2 separate regions of the Sus scrofa genome follow, and region 1 is linked to region 2. The links are chromatin contacts, called in public promoter capture Hi-C maps. All regions are on one chromosome and are shown on one strand. Each heading gives the region's core, a stretch centred on a gene start, on an enhancer-like site or on the middle of the called end of the contact. The rest is flanking DNA. Distances are from core to core; before and after follow the strand shown.

Evidence for each region. Promoter capture Hi-C pulls out the DNA fragments that hold promoters and counts their contacts.
Region 1: a contact with region 2 is called in a promoter capture Hi-C map of liver, with 4 times the contacts expected there. The contact joins the promoter of RAD1 here to the promoter of RAI14 in region 2. A contact is called at or near these places in 1 of 5 promoter capture datasets (liver) and 2 of 47 Hi-C or Micro-C datasets (heart right ventricle and liver).

Annotation. Positions count from the first base shown.
Region 1 is chr16:20,510,765-20,513,464 of Sscrofa11.1, reverse strand. RAD1 (cell cycle checkpoint protein RAD1) reads left to right here and starts at 1,293. Exons shown (of 8, transcript XR_308376.3): 1 at 1,293-1,427; 2 at 1,883-2,147. It overlaps BRIX1 (BRX1, biogenesis of ribosomes), which reads right to left and starts at 1,184. Exons shown (of 10, transcript NM_001244824.1): 1 at 991-1,184. The coding sequence starts at 1,164.
Region 2 is chr16:20,267,450-20,270,149 of Sscrofa11.1, reverse strand. RAI14 (retinoic acid induced 14) reads right to left here and starts at 1,422. Exons shown (of 20, transcript NM_001128462.1): 1 at 1,318-1,422.

The DNA of each region.
Region 1 (2,700 bases), core at 44-2,543, 240 kb before region 2:
ACTGAAAATCTAACAGAAGTCTGCTTATTTTTCATAAAAAGCAAATCATATTTTCTTCCTTTCAATTTGCAGGTGAGAAAAGAGCTCAAAACGTCCCTGTTAAGAGCAGGGCTACAATTCAAGCTCATCTTTCATTCCTCAAAGCTCACTCCTTTCCCAATGCTTGCCACCCCACCAAACCATTAAGGGTCATTTATTACTCGCTAGCGTGTCAAACAGAGATCTGGCAAAGCTGAAGGTCGACAGAGAAGTTTATGAAACAAATGTTAACTCTAGTCTCCACAATATTTGACCTGGCTTAAGGAGCTCTCAGTCGAATTAAAGTTAGCAGCAACTTGTGCTCACCTTGTTTTGAGCAAAAAACATATAAGTTCCTAGTTTCCTTCTAAACTGAAGTGGTCACATTCTAGTTTTGCAATCCCAAGGCAGGGGAAACCTAACTTCTCACCGTGCCCGGCACGTTAAAACTTCATGAATACAAGAAAAGCTCACGTTATCTTGTCTAGCTTTCATTACCCCGAGATCAAGCAAGTCAAATTCACAATCCCAAGAAAAGGAACTTTTTAAAGGGCCACATAACAAGCTTTAGGATTCCTAACTAACCATACCTAACTATGTCGGTATATGGAAGTATTACTCTAAGGGATACACTCAATAGCGAGGAATAACTTTAATTGGTAAAACTATTACTCTCCAACAACAACAACAATAGGGGAGTAAATGGAAGACTAAACGCTGGAATTAAGACCCTCAAAGTCGCTTCTCTGTGACCCTCTAAAAGCTCTGAAGCCCACCCAGGTGCTCAGCCCGCGCCTCCAGGAGGGCAGCCATGTGTCCAAGCTTTAGCTATAAACCTGGTAGCCAGTCCAGCTGGAAGGGCTGAAAACGACCTCCAGGAACACCTCAGAAACTCCGAAACCCGCAGAGCCATAATCAAATAGGTAGCCTCAGAGAAGGCGTGCGGAGCCGCGGCCGCAGAGCCCACTCTACCTTGCAAACCGGGCCCGGAATACGATTTCTATCTTCCTCCTCCGCTTCCTCTGCCACCTCGCTTGACTTAGCAGGCGGCTTGGCGTCTTTTTCGCTTCTTTTCAGCTTTTTCGCCGGACCAGCCGGGCCTCCACGCCGTTTCCTCTTGGTTGCCGCCATCTTGCTTCCCGCCATCTTGCTCCCCAGCTTCTCTCTGGGCCTTCCTTCCGGCTGCGCCGCTCGCTCCGCTTTCCCATCTCTATGGTCCCGGGGCTGGGCTCGGCAGTCCTCCAGCTCTAGGTGCCTCTTTCCGGTCTCTGTGGTACCGGATGCCAGACTCTCTAGGCTTTGTCTATCTCTGTGGTGACGGTGCTGACGGGGCTGGCGGGTCTGAAAAAGTGGCGGGAGCCGCTCCACTTCCTCCCCGGCTGCCAGGGAGCTGCGTCCCGACCCCAAAGGTGGGTTTGGGCGCTTGGCATATCGAGACTAGTAAACGGGTGCAGTCCCGCGGCGGGTTGGTGCGCCGCGTTGTCTGGGGCTTTTGGAGGATCCGAGGACCACCCCCACCCCTTGTCTGTTAGGGACGAGGTTGGCTGCGTGGACAGCTCAAAACCGACTCTTTGGTGATACGCAGCCTCATCTTGGCGTGGCGAAGCTGGCCCGAGTAGAATGATGTTGTTGTTGTTGGGTGTTTTCATCGTTCAGTTTTTCATGGTTACTGTCGTCTTACTGAAGACGAGGAAACCGTAGCTTAAAGAGATAATTTCCCCCAAAGTTAGACAGTTAAGTGGCAGAAGTGGGGTTCAATCCCTGGTCGGTCGAGTTCACCGTCCAGGCCTCTTCCACTTGGCTCAGCGCAGGTTGAGATCGCGGGCTTAGCCAGCATTGACGGGAGTTTGTCTGATCTCATCAGGTGTTCCGCGACCAGCGGGAGCAGGTGTTGGCATCAGGAGCCGCTCTCCGGGCGGAATGCGCAGTGAACCATGCCCCTCCTAACACAACAGATCCCAGATGAGAGTGATTACAGTTTAGTGGCCAGCCTCGACAACGTGAGGAATCTCTCCACTATCTTGAAGGCTATTCATTTCCGAGAACATGCCACCTGTTTCGCTACTAAAAATGGAATCAAGGTCACAGTGGAAAATGCAAAGTGTGTGCAAGCAAATGCTTTTATTCAGGTATGAAAGTAGTCACCTTTAAGCCTGGGACTTAGTGATATTCTTCACCCCAGACAATGAAGGTCTTAATTGATATCATTTAAGTTAAAGAGCAAAATATCATTACTTGAATTCTTTTTCTCTCCTGGTAACAAATTCTTCTGCAATCTTGTTTAACAGAGATAATGGTTAATAATAATAATAATGTCTAGAATATATTAAGCTAAACTATAGGCCGGGCACTCTTCTGAGCGTTTTATATGTTTAACTCATTTAATCCTCAGAGAATAGTCTTTGATGTAGGTTCTGTTATTATTCTCATTTTTACGTATGTGGAAACTGAGACACTGTTAAGTGATTTGTCAACAGTCCTACAGCTGGCAAGCAGCTGAATTGGGATAAGAACCCAGGACATTTGTTTCCATAGCATATGCCCTTTACCACTACCTCCCTATGATTAAAAAAAAAAAAAATCCCTTTTATTGGTTATAGTATAATCTACTCTTAAAAGTAATATTTGAATAGTTCAGATAGGATTTCAGATTTAGTTCAGAATTTTTTTGGAACACCTAAG
Region 2 (2,700 bases), core at 173-2,672:
CAATTCCTCCCTCTGCCAGGCCCTGCAGGTCTTGAGATCACATTCTCCAGAGAACTGGCAATGGTCCCATCATCCCAGGGCGCTTAATAGTCTCCTCCCTTGGAAGGAAAACAGAGACCAAACTAAATCACCTGTGACCCTGCGGCCAAAGGAACCCGCGAGGTCCAGGTGAGCGGCCTTGAGTCCGCAGATTTGCCCCAATCGTTGGAAACAAAGTTTCCCTGAGCTGGGCTCCTTGGAGAAGCGCAAGCTTGGCTATACAGCCCAGGTGCTGCGAGGTCACTTGTAACGTCTCCACTTTACCGTGGGCTCCGTCTGCCTGGATGGAGTCTGTCTGCAGCCTCTCCCGGCTCTGAGCCTACCCCTCTTCACAAAAGCGGGGTACGAGGTCCAAACGCAAAGGAAAGCGTCAGCTAGGGGTTAGCAGATGAACTCTGCAAACTGCAGAAACTAAACAACAGACACAAAAACCTGCCCAAGCCAGCACTGAAGAGAGGGTGGGTTAGGGAGGGTACCCACCCTGCAGAGCAGAGGTTGGAGTGGATGGCGGGCGGGAGCCCTTCTCTCGGCTCCACATCCTCCCTCCTCCCCAAGTCCCAGCTACTCGGAGTCGGCCCGAACTCCAGCATCTTTCCTCCCAGCCCTTCTCGGAGCTGCGCTAGGGAAAAGGACAAGAAGAACCGGGAGCGGGGGTCAGTCCCGCGCCCGGAGCGGCGTCGCCTGCACCCTTGCACCAGCTGAGGGCTCCTGAAGTCAGAAAAGGAACAATAGCGGACCCTCGGCCGCCCCAGCCCGCCGAGTCTCCCGCTCGCGCCTTCCTCCCACCTCCTCCAAGTTCAGCGCGGAGGCGCGTCGAGTCCAGAAGCGGGGACCCGGGGGAGTCAGGCGCCGGACCGGCCAGGCAGGTGGGACAGGGAGCTGACTGGGCGCAGCCAGAACGCCCTGCCGGGGGCTGGTCATTCATTCCCACCCGCGCTCCCTCCGCAACCACCCTTGCCTCAGCCGGCCTACGAGTCGCGGGGGCCGGTAGGAGAGGACCCCTCTCCCAACTTGGCTCGTCCTCCCTCTCTACTCTGACCCCCCACCATCCTCCTCTTCCTCTGTTTCTCAATCTGTCCTCGGCAGACAGTTGGCGGCCGGCGGGGACAAGAGAGCGGTGACGGGACCCTCGCAGCCACCCCGCCAAGCCCCTCTGCCCGGCGCGCCGTCCGCGCCTCCTCGCCGCCTCCCTCATCCGAGTCCCAGACACAAAGGCGGGGACCGTAGCCGAGGACCCCGCTCCCGGGAGCTTCCCAACTCTCAGCGCCGCGAACTCACCCCATCGAGACGGCGGCGGCTCCCGGGCCCCGCTGGCTGCGCCACCCCGCCCGCCGCTTCCCCAGGAAAACGCGGCCGCCGGGCTCGCTTCCTGCTCGGCTTCCTGCGCCTCGGTCCCTCCTCCTCCTCCCCCGCTGCGGGGGTCAGTGGGCGCCGCGGCTCCCGGGCTGGGCCGGCGGGGCGGGGGCAGCGGCAGCACCACCACGTGGCCGCCCGGCGCCGGCCCCCGCCGACCCGGATCCCGCGGGAGCGGGGAGGGAGGTGCTAACCATTCCCCTCCCCTTCCCCCCCGCGCGGCCCCAAATTCCGCGAGTCAGGTGATCCGGCCCCGCGCTCCGGCCGGGACCTGCTGGAGGTGCTCCCGCCCGGCGGCCGCCCCCTCCTCAGGCCCGCGCGCCGTGGCGTCCGCGGCTTGCTTTCAGTTTTCCCCAGATCGTGGGACCCTCCCCCGTGGATCTGTTTGAGCCTCATCACCTGAAGTTAATGGAAACCACCGGGTTTAAGACGGATGAGATCCTGAATAGTCTTCCTTTCTGGTTAATGTCCAAAGTCGTTTGTGGTCGTGGGGGTGTTGTAAAGTCACTCATCCGAGCTCCTTTAAGTCGGTTGTTTTCTCCAAAATTCTTGAACAGAAAGTAAACTAGAATACGCTCATATTCTCTGGACTGAACCAGTTGGTTGGAGTGACTGTTCCAAACACTCCTCAGGTGGCAGGAGAAGACTCCCAGCGTTGTGTTGCCCAGGCGCTGGGAAGGAGAAACCGACAGCCTGAACTGAGCGACACCTCTGGGAATGCCCGCCCTGCGAGGTCTGGGATGCAAAGGGGGCTGGCCACACACACACACACCTCCAGAGTTTCTTCTTTACACACACACACACACACACACACACGCCCCTCGAGAGTTTCTTACACACACACATCCCTCGAGAGTTTCTTCTTTCCCCAGCTGCTGAGCCTGGCGTTTGAATGGTGACAGACTCCTCCTTTAATTCCAGGGATTGCAAACCTCTCTACCTCTCACTTAATTTGGATCAGCTTTGCCACTCATTGGTCAAGCTAACCAGCTATGGCTTAAAAAGTCTTTTTTCTCCAAAACCCCTGTGCTTTCCCTGTTAACTCTACATCCTTTGCTGAGGGCAGACAGCTTCTTGAATAAATAAGCAGTATGAGACCTTTTCTGGTGAGATCCACTCTAAATCAATTGAACTTCTTTAAAAAAGCAATTCCAACAAAAATGAAATTCTCCTTGCCAGAGGTCAATTTACAATGTCTCGGCCAGATCTTTAGGACTTGGAGACAGACGTTATCTGTACCCCCTCATCACCCACCCACCACCAAGCCAAGGGGACAGCCTGTCTTAGCTTTAACAGGTGACTTAGCAG